Regions from separate parts of the Triticum aestivum genome. Here region 1 is linked to region 2. A link is a contact called in public Hi-C data. All regions are on one chromosome and are shown on one strand. Each heading gives the region's core, a stretch centred on a gene start, on an enhancer-like site or on the middle of the called end of the contact. The rest is flanking DNA. Distances are from core to core; before and after follow the strand shown.

What was found. A called contact is a pair of places that touch in the nucleus more often than the background predicts.
Region 1: a Hi-C map of leaf shows a contact between it and region 2, with 2.3 times the contacts expected there. The contact joins two enhancer-like sites. A contact is called at or near these places in 2 of 5 Hi-C or Micro-C datasets (both in leaf).

What each region holds. Positions count from the first base shown.
Region 1 is chr2D:515,133,207-515,138,451 of IWGSC CS RefSeq v2.1, reverse strand. It overlaps LOC123054153, which reads right to left. Exons shown (of 13, transcript XM_044477852.1): 13 at 3,736-5,245. The coding sequence ends at 5,139. Among protein-coding and RNA genes, the nearest start is that of LOC123055881, 11 kb to the left of the region's middle. Within about 2 kb of position 3,256, at least 6 of the 8 cell types and tissues checked have an H3K27ac peak or open chromatin away from gene starts, as enhancers often do. A contact at or near this core is called in leaf, where this site is marked.
Region 2 is chr2D:514,615,522-514,621,027 of IWGSC CS RefSeq v2.1, reverse strand. No RefSeq gene overlaps it. Among protein-coding and RNA genes, the nearest start is that of LOC123054150, 44 kb to the right of the region's middle. Within about 2 kb of position 4,012, at least 2 of the 8 cell types and tissues checked have an H3K27ac peak or open chromatin away from gene starts, as enhancers often do. A contact at or near this core is called in leaf, where this site is marked.

The DNA.
Region 1 (5,245 bases), core at 2,007-4,506, 520 kb before region 2:
ACTTTCGATCTATTCATTTTCAATCATGGTAGTACAACAGACATTAGAAATAATAATAAAAATTACATCCAGATCCGTTGACCACCTAGCGACGACTACAATCACTGAACCGAGCCAAAGGCGCGCCGCCGTCATCGTCCCTCCCTCGCTGGAGCCGGGCAAACCTTGTTGTAGTAGACAGTCGAAAAGTCGTCGTGCTAAGGCCCCATAGGACCAGCGCACCAGATCAGCAACCGCCGTAATTGAAGAGTAGCATAGATCGGAAGGATCCAACCTAAAGACACACGAACGTAGACGAACTACGACAATATCCGAGCAAATCCACCAATGACAGATCCACCGGAGACACACCACCACACACCCACCGACGATGTTAGATGCACCACCGGTCCACCGGAATGGGGACTAGGCGGGGAGAACCTTATTCCATTTTCAGAAAGCCGTCGTAGTCTCGTCTTCCTGAGCAGGACACAAACCCTAACAAAACTTGAAGGAACATCTAAAGACAGAGCCCTCCCTTGTGAAGAAGAAACCATGTGATATTGTCATCAGTAGTATTTCTGCGATCAACTTGTGATTCGTACGGAATGATTTCTACTACATACTGTATCAACTTGCAGCTGAATTTGCTGGCTGTGCATAGAGGAAACCATGTGAACTTGCCATCTAGGAGTGTTTCTGAATGTCTATAAATTGGTATGTGTATAGGACATATGAATACCTATCTGAAGTGAGAACGTATGTACTATACGTGACAACATACGAAAGAAACTTGACTTCATAGTTTTATATAATTTAAAGAAAAATGAAAACTTGGCTTCGCACAAGGGACATGAAATAGCGACGGGAGTTGTTGCCAAGGTACGAAAACTGAGTGTGAAATCAACCAATGAAACTTGTCAACTTGTTCAACTTGATACTGTGGATCTCTTGCGAAGTGGCCTGCCACTTACCGAATCGCTAGCAGTTGGCGCGGCCTAAAAGAATGATCATATGGGGCAATTTTCTGCCAAAAGATCGTCTAAAAGGGCGACAGCATCGAGTGAGTATCATGTTATTCCCGGAATCTAGAGTCCTATGATACATAAGAGTACTGACGATAAGCCTAGATAACGGTCTCAACTTGCGCATCTACTAAATTGTTCAACACGCTGTGGCTACAGAGCTAGGTCCTTTAAAATTAGTGCCAGATCGCCACTTTATTTTGCGTGTTGTATAGAGCTGTAAAGGCCGGCGAACCTACGTAGACAGGACGACTACCTCAATTGTAACCCAATGGAATAGATATAACTGAAGAACAGAACAAAACCGGAGAGCTGGATCGCAAGGTCAGTGAGCCAACCGTACCATTGGTCCATGGACGATTAGGTTAGCATATCCTGGAGCAAGTGGCAATTCTCTACGCCGAAATAGAAGTTCCGGTGGGGAGGGTAGGCTGCTAAAGTTTCTCATACGTGGCTCACTCCACCAACACACACCTCCATTAAAAGGCCAGGCTATGGTAGCTTAGCCATCAGCAAAGAAGACACTGTTTTGAGGCCAAGCTATGGTAGCTTAGCCATCAGCATCCTCTGAGCAAGCTGCTGCCTAGGAACCTAGGCCGGGACGACGGAAGACGGAGAAAGAAGAAGACGACATGCTGGTATTGTTTCGGCTCATGTCCTCGTCGAGCACATCGTCGGATGAGATGTGAGCCGAACCAATATCACTCATGTATTCTTCCTTCAGAGAGGAGTCCTGTGTGGAGATCCTGTTGACAGAGGGGGACTGGTTATTGTCATAGTCATGGTAAGTGTTCTGTACTTCTGATACTCCAAGATAACAAGCTAGCCAAGGACTATAAGTAGGGGGGTCTCAGATTTCTACCACTACTAGAGGGATCGTTTTAATATCACTCTCCTTACTCAAGACTAGTACTTCATACATTTGCTTTGTTGAGGCGACTATCATAAATTGGCCAGATTTACTTGTTTTCTCAAGGTCTACCTACGGCTACGAAATTATAGTGCAGGTGGCTATGAGCCATGTAAGCATTAGTGGTTAGAGACTAATAGGAACAGCTTTATAAGCATTTGCGGTATGATTTCTCTCTTTGATCTTGAATAAAACATAGGCACATTTGTGCTTAGCAATTATGATATAAGCTATACATGAACCCGCGGAAAGGATGTAGCTGTTAGAACTTTTCACGATATCTCATATTATACGTCGACAGCTTTTGGCACCGTATTCTTTTCTTCTTTGGAAAGAGCTATAACCTCTTTGGTATTGCCATGCCTTTTGCTTGGATGACTTTTGCAAGGTACATAGCCATTTTCCTGCACTTTTGTATGCCTAAATTGGTTTCAAGTGTACATTGTTAAGCATTAGTGTCCTGATCAAACATCGAAATAATAATTTTACATGATTTTAACTATCTTAACTTGATTGGTTAATTATATCTTGAACGAAAAATAGTTCTGTTACCCACATCCTCCATGAGGACATATGAAGACTTGCATAGGAAAAGGTCCTTGCAAACGAGATCTTCAGTACATCATAGGACATCTGGATAACAGATAGATCTATGCATACTATAATCATGATGAGAATTCGCTCCCAAGACTCACTCCAACCTCTTTGAGATATCAATGGTCCCATTTGGAACAAATGAAAAAAAAAACGTGGCAATCTTGGTTGATTGAATTCCGATAGGAAAAATTCATAATTTGCCATCTGAACATGTGACTAGCTTACAGGATTCTTCAGTATTACCGTGGAATGGGCTATTCCATATTTAAAAAAATGGAGGAATGGGCTGTTTATCTTTTTCTTCTTGTTATGTCAACAATTCCTGTGTTTTCTAGGTGACATAGAAAAGTCAATTTTAATATTAAAAAAACCCTTGTTTTGTCCCTACTGAAAACTAAAGTACTAAACAACACCATAATTTCTACGGTTTTCCTATTTCTGAGTTCTTAAATCCCTGCCAAGTTAATCAGGATGCCAGTTCGGAAGCGTCGTCGTACCGAGAAAAGGTCATCTGTGCAGTTTAGCTGTTGTCTGCGCTCGCTGATCCAAGGGCACATTGTCAAGCTTGCGACCTGGGATGCCCTTTTGGACCCTAGCGGCGATCAATCGCCTAACGAAAATGCCCCGTGCTGCACAGCGCCTAATTAAGCTTTATATTAACAGCTGCTACTTGCTAACGTACAGTAGCCGGATGGCCTAGCCAGCTAAGCTAGCAGGGGGGAGGAATATGCACTTGCCACGCAGGATCTGCATGTGCCGTGCAAGCCTTTTGTCCCGTCATTTGTTTGTTTCTTCCTACGACAGTGACTCGCCCGGTTTTGAGCCACATGTGTTCATGCGCCAGCCATTGAAAAATGCTAGGGTACGACTCTTCAGGCGTGAGCTTTGTGATGGTGTCTATCTGTACACGCTATTGGTTTGCTTAATACTGGCGTGGTACGCATGCATGCAGTCTGGTGGTTGTGCGTCTGTCAGGCTACGTGTTCTGTGGATTTTCATATGCGTTCTGAAAGGGATTCCAGACAGAAATGTAGCTATCCAACGGATAGCTCATCAGCCGTGATCTTAGCCTAGCCCTACTTATACGCCAGCATGCTGGCATCGACATGTACGACGATGTATTTGTTCGGGCCTGATGCAATGGATGGGCCATTCGTGTGCCGACTACTTCAAAGCTGGAGTGAAAACTAAGAGAAAAGTTCTACGGAGTTGACATGGTCTCTCTGCGAGCTAACAAACAATCAATGTACACGAAACCACACAAACTAACCTCGATTTTACACTGTTATAAGGCAGACACAAAGCGCATGTCTGAACTACAGGTATCAGGACATGGAAGTGATGGCACGCTGACCAAGCAAAACATCGAGACAAGTAGATAACATACTTGTATGCCGGCATAGGATATTGCATTGGAAAGTATAGGGTACCAGTTGCACCAAATTGGCACCTGAAAGGATAAGACAGCTGAGCTAGGGTGTCTCACAGAGCATCGCTCCGCATTCTTCCAAGAACTCCACTCTGCCAGTGTTTACAATTTCAGCTAGATCTGCAACTATCAGCTCTGCGAACATCTGATTCGCAGGTCAGATAACATCTCTTTGACCATTGCAGATCGTGGTAGCCTTCAGCATAAATTCAGCAGTTTCGAAAACCAGAACTTCCAATGGGAGTGTGCAATTTTCCAACCACCAAATTTTTCATTGAACAAATTTAGAACTATCAACCCAAAAGTACCCAACTTTCAAATGAAAAATACCAGAATCAAACCCAGAAAATCTGACATTCAAGAGGGGAACACCAACTTTCATCCAGCAACTTCAAATTTTCAACAGTGAGAAACGAGTAGACAGTATCATATCCCTCGAAGGCAGCAGCACCAAGCCATCCATTGTGGTTTGTGGGGGACAGACCACTGGATTTGGTTAGCATTTGATGACATATGGTGTACAACTTCACGTCCCGAATGGACATGATTTTAGTAGTGACTTGGCAGCGATGTCTTTATGGTAGGTTCAACAAATTTTACCAAAGAACAGAGTCCCATAACCAATCTGTCCTGTCGCCCAGTTAGTGGTGATCTTGTTGCAATTGCTGAGAGGGCAACAAGGAGGCCCCAGTAAGGTCAGGAGTCAGGACATCAAATACCAGGTACGGCATCACTATGCCTGGATGCCCGCACTTTGGATGCACCGTCAATGGCAGGAGGCCAGAGGGCAGGCAAGGACCTTCATTGTCCAAGTAAACCCACAATATTGCCAGAGTTTTCAAGTCATGTAACTTCCCCTTTTCACTGAAAATTTTGAAATGAATTTCCAACATTATAACTTCCCAACCGAGCATTCCATCTTCAAGTATAAAAGCTCCATAAATTAATCAATAACACAGCTCCAATCTCTTTAGTGAAAGGAATATACAAGAACTGCTGATCTTAACAATATGTATCTCTGAATGAAGAAGCCTCCCCCCACGTTCTGCTTCTTCTTTCTGCTTGCAAATGCAAGCAAAGAGACCTCACAACTAGCACACAATCACACTCACTAACTTTTGTCATGTAGGGATGCAAAAGGTGAACTAGTTCCGGAAATTGCAAGATAAATGGATGCACCTCTTTTCACATTGTCATGTCAGAAGTAGAAGCAGCCCACATCCTTGGTGATTTTCAAAGAGTGATACTCATTGTAGTTCAGATACCCCCAGAAGCGAGAAAGACCAAGCTCCTCATACTTTGAAG
Region 2 (5,506 bases), core at 2,763-5,262:
TTAAATGGGATTGCCTGATGATCTCGGATCTCACTGTACCAAACCGTATCGATCTTTTCTTTCCCTTTTTCCTTCACAATGAAAGATCCATGCAAGCTAGCACCATGCATTGTGTGCATTGTAATCTCTACTGCGGAGTATTTAACAATTTTCCGGACGATCGATCCCGTGCTGTTTCATCATGATGGACAACAGATTTGCACGGCGCAAAACTTTTTTCAACTAACACGTGGGTACGTAACTAACTACTCCTTTTTTGTGTGGAGGAAACTAAATATCTTTAGAGGTGTTTGGGAGTGGGCAGGTGCAATATCAAGATCGACATGTGTAAAACTTGGTGTGCTAGTATCGTCGAAAGCTTTGGCACGAGGGGGGCGCGGGAACACCGAAATCCAGCACGAAGATCCAACACCAGCATATCTGCCTAGTTTGCCAGCGGAGTATCGATCACATCGCGTGATAACTGGGCAACTTTTTACGACAGGAAGTACGCCATGCATGTGTTGCATGCTCTCGGATTACTTCCTTGTTCCTGTTTTTGTTCTTGTTCTTGGCCTTTTCCGAGCAGATCAGTATGCTATGCATGCATAAATAGGGCAAACACGGCTAGGGCATTATGCATGCATGCATGCTCCTGGCTACTCGCACAGGTACTTGGACTGATTGCCCGATTTCAAACAAAACAGGGAGACAGGAGTTCCCACATCTATTAATTATTTCCTCCATACACAAATATAAAGATGATCTAACTTTTTGTGAATCGGATGTATATAGACATGTTTTATTTTTTTAGGGGAATATATAGACATGTTCTAGTGTGTTTCTTCACTCATTTTAGTCTGAATGTACTCCATATTGAAATATCTAAAACTTCTTAGGGCAAGTTCTTTTGTAGGTTTTTTCAACTTCTTGCCAAATTAAGCCAAAAGCCCAAAAGAACCCGAATTGGGTTGTTGGGCTTAACTTATTTTCACCCCCTCCTCCTTCACAACAAAAATAAGCTGGGGGTAGACCAGCTCCCCTGAGTAGGGATGAAAACGGAGCGGAAACGGACGGAACTGGGTGCTATCATATTTGTTTTCATATTTTTTTGCAGAAGCGGAAACAAATACGGAAACCCCGGAAATGAATACGAAAACAAATACTACCGGAAACAGACACGGAGCGAATACAGAGCGGACACGGAAACAAAACGGTGTGTTGACCGGAACTTAAAACCCCCTTGAATCATAGAGAAATACACACAAAAAACAAAGAAATCTAAGAAATTGTTAATATGGCTACATGATAATATGGTTGTGTTGGCAACATGGGGTAGTATTGTAATAGTACATGACAATTCCGTACTGTGTCTAGTTGAGAACGTGTGTGGAAGTAAAAGTTGGTCTTCAAATGATCCAGTCTGCTCATTGTGTCATTGTGTGTTGCTTCGTAATTGGGCTACAAAGCAGCCATGGGCCTATAGTAGAAACGGAAATTCCATATTCACGGAAACGGAAAGTTCCGTTTCCACGTTTGTTCCACCGGAAAACACCGTTTCATTTTTGTTTCCGTTTCCGCATAAAAAATTCCACTTCCATTTCCATTTTGCAAATTTCCGTTTCCGTTTTCATATTTCCTCTCCGTTTCCATTTTTCCTCCGGAAAAGCGGAAGCTTTCCACTCCATTTTCATCCCTACCCCTGAGAAGCTACTTGAAAATGAAGTGGTATATGTGGTTGCCCCTGGAGTTGGTGCAAATAATTGCCAGAATGCCACCGCGTGACCTGCCCACGAACCCGATCGAAAAAAGGCCATGCCCACGTGTGCAACCAGAACATAAAGGAGGAGGGGAGCTCGTCCCGAGCTCCCGATATGGTTTCCACGGCCACCACTCTTCGAGCCGCCGACGTGCGCCCCATCAGCAGCTTGCCGCCGAGGACAGAGGCCACGTTACAGCTGGCCGTGAGCCCGAGCCCGAGCGGGAGCAACCATCACCAAGGCCCTGGTCATGCACCCCCACCGTTCCCCTTCGATCCACCGTCTCTGAGCTCGAGCCCGAGCGGGAGCAGCCATCACCGGCGAGTTTGCCTCCCCTCCCCCCTGCATCTCCGTCTATCCCGCACTGGCCCCTGCTGACCTAGCTTCGGTGTTGGCGGACCCGCATGGTGTTCGAGCTATTGCCTGCAAGCCTTTTTTTTACTTATGATCAAATTGACATCCAGATGTCAAATTGGTTGGTCCATTTTTTATACATCAAATTGTGATGTCAAATTGGTTGATCCATTTTCTGTACGTCAAATTGATTGATTCATTTTTTCTTTCCTATTGCTAAGTATTTGTGGTTAGTTAGTAAGGTTTTTTTTTTATCTATTGGACAGTGAGCGTTTTCCGTACATTGTCCTGTTGATGATTGTGGTATAAACATGTGTATTGTAATGGTGTTTAACATTTTGTGATATTCATATACAAGACAATGATGTTAGTGTAACTAAGTCCTAAATTATAGTTCAAGGGTATTACAGACTCTTCATGTGACGTGAGAAAATACGCTGAATGACAGAATCTGGAAAGAACTAGATGGCTTATTTTTATGGACTCATTTCCACAACAGCTTATTTGGGGCTTATTTCGAGAGCAGCTTATTTTCATGGAGCGACTTAAAAGAACCGGCCCTTATACTCCCTCCATCCTCAAAAGCAGCTTTTGGGACGGAGGAAATATTTGTGAACGGAGGAAGTAGGAGTGTATCTCCCGCCATCAGTGGAGTGGTAATAACCAGAGTAGTGCTAGTACGAAACTGAAACGACAAGAGGAGGAGGAGGTCCCCGTCCGATGCACACTCCACGCGGCAACCAGACGTACGTCGCAAGAATCCAATGCCTGTGATCCGCGGAAAGGAACGCATGGAATTCCACGATCCTCTGGGTTTCACGGGCAGGCAGGCAGGCCGACTGCAGCTTTCAATCGCCCTCCTATCCCTCCTAGTTTAATACGTACTAGCATCTCGCAGACCCCTCTTTACAAGTGATTGTTAGTATTAGAACCGGCCATTAGCATGTCTGCTCAGCTCACCGCACACTTCGTCCTCTTCCTCTTTCCCTCGTCTTGTCTCTAGCTGCTTGGGACGTTGCGATCCAGGAGAATATTGGGTTTCCGAAGCAACAACTTGGGGAACGATCGAACTGGGAACGGGACAACGGTGGGTTTTGTTCTCTTCCTGTCCCGGCCCTGTACTACTAGTATAAAACTGCTGTTTGGTCACGCGTGATGGTCAAGCCGCAGTCAAGCTGCTTTGAAGATGGATAATACATATATATGGTTATGGTCACCACAGTCTCACAAGAAGAGTTCAGAACAGAAGATGTGGGAGCCGTCGTGGCATGGCATGGATGATGCATCGGCCCATTTTCGCTTCAACACACAGTGTTTAGCACGCAGACATGGATACACATGGTCTGCTTGGATTTTCGAAAACCACTAACAGTGTGTTAGCTCCGCAGATGCATGCTGCCGTGCCGCTGCCTCATCCGAAGGCGGTGGAGAATACAGGGATGTTCCGAGCAAGACCTTTTCCCTTGGTGGATTTACTACTTTTCCTGCATCACTCGGATCGCGCCGCGGGAATAAGAGATGCGGCGAAAATGCGAGGATTGGCTTTTCCTTTCAACAAAGAACAGCCTTCGCGGATTCCAAACATCTTCTCTGACTGTGTACACACTCGTAGCATACACACGCGCTTTGAAGAGACGCAATACGTCTGTCCTTGACCGACGATCTCTTCAGACATCTAATCAGAAGAAAAGGAAGACGGCGACGCGATCGCCAGCGCAAGCATCCACAAACGGCCAGCGGTGGAGAATTTCACGGCTACCCATTTATAAAAACCTGAGTGGATTCGCTCGCCATCACACGGAAGGAAAACCCGTTGGCACGCTTAATCGAGCCCCGCGATTGGCCCAGACGAGGCTGGACATGGACAGGTTAGCACAACAGCGGCGCCCGACAGCGCGCCCCGGATTTCAACTCCGGGTCGTCGCGCGTCTCCAACCGTCGCCGTCGTGACCTCACCTCCTCACCGCCTCCACTCGGGCACAGGACGTGCCCAGTTTCTCGACCGGTCAGCCTCTCTCGAGTCAGAGGTCGCAAGAATAGCCCAACGGACGGACGGAAGATCGTGGTGCTGCTGGCGCTTGAAGGTCAAATCAAATCCGCCGCGTATCCGGCCCAACCATGGCGCTGTCCATGCATATTCCTGCACGAGCCGAGACACGGCAAGGCTATGGCAGCCGCACGCGCCCGCAGTAGCAGGGATTGACTTGTGCGCGCTGCGTGCCGGCCGGCGGCGGCCAAAGTGCGGCGCGCACGGACGGACGGACGGCCTTCCTGCACCACGGCAGTGGCTTCTTCGTCGTCTCCCGGTGGACGGGGCCACGCGCCGGCCCGACGGCGCAAGCTACGCGGAGGAGGCGAAGGCGGGGCCAAGGTGTGTGACCCGGAGCAGAGCACTGTCCTTGTGGGAGAGGGATGAACGATGATCGATCGTGGAGGTCGCTTTCGCGGGTCGACCTCGGCGCTGGAATTTGACATCCTCCTGCTGCCTCTGGTCTGGTGGTTCCGATCAGGTGAGTTCCTGGCGCTATTGCGGTCGGGGCCCCGCGGCTGATGGCTCTCTCCCGCCGCTCTCCACTCAGATTCAGCCTGCCTACCTGATTCCCATTGTCTGCGACTCTGCGTCTGCGTCTCCTGTTTTTTGTTGATTGATCCGGAGGGCCGACAGTTTTCGTGCCAAAACGGTCGCCGGACTGTGCAGGTGCAGGAAGCCCGGGTGCGTATCTTTTTTCTTCTCTCGGTCCGGGCATTCCATCGCATTGGTGAAAACAAAGAAAGCAACAAAGTGTATTCTCAACTCCCTATCTCACGCGGATTAGTCCGAAGGCTCAACTGAAAGCTACGCAGTTCACGGAAAAAAAGATACAAAAATTGCGTCATTCGCACAGGCATGGCGAGCGAGCGTTGATCTGGGCCGGCCCGTTAAGGCGTTTTAGTGATCCATGTTTAAACAACGTTCTAGGAGGGTCCCAACTGGTTTTTTCGGTTTTGGGAACCTTCTCGGAGGTTCCTGGACCGGTTTTTTCTTTCTATTATTGTGATTTCTTTTCTTTTTTTTTTCCTTTTTCAAATTTATTTTTTGTGTTTTCCAAAAAATGTGGGTAAATACATTTTTTTTTTGCGTTTATCATAATTTTTCACAACTTAAAAAATGTTCCTGGTCTCAAATTTAGTTCACATATTACAAACTGGGAATTTAAAAATGATACTGCTTTTCAAAATTTGTTCAACAGTTCAAAAAAGTTCCACCTTCTTGCTAAAAATAAAAAAAATTGTAAATTTCATAAAATGGTTGTGTTTATCACAAAATGTTCAAAACTTCAAAAGATGTTCTGGTTTTGAAATTTTGGTTAAATATTCAAAAAGGTTTGCTTTTTCAAAACTAATTCAAGATTTTAGAAAAAAAATGTGCTTCC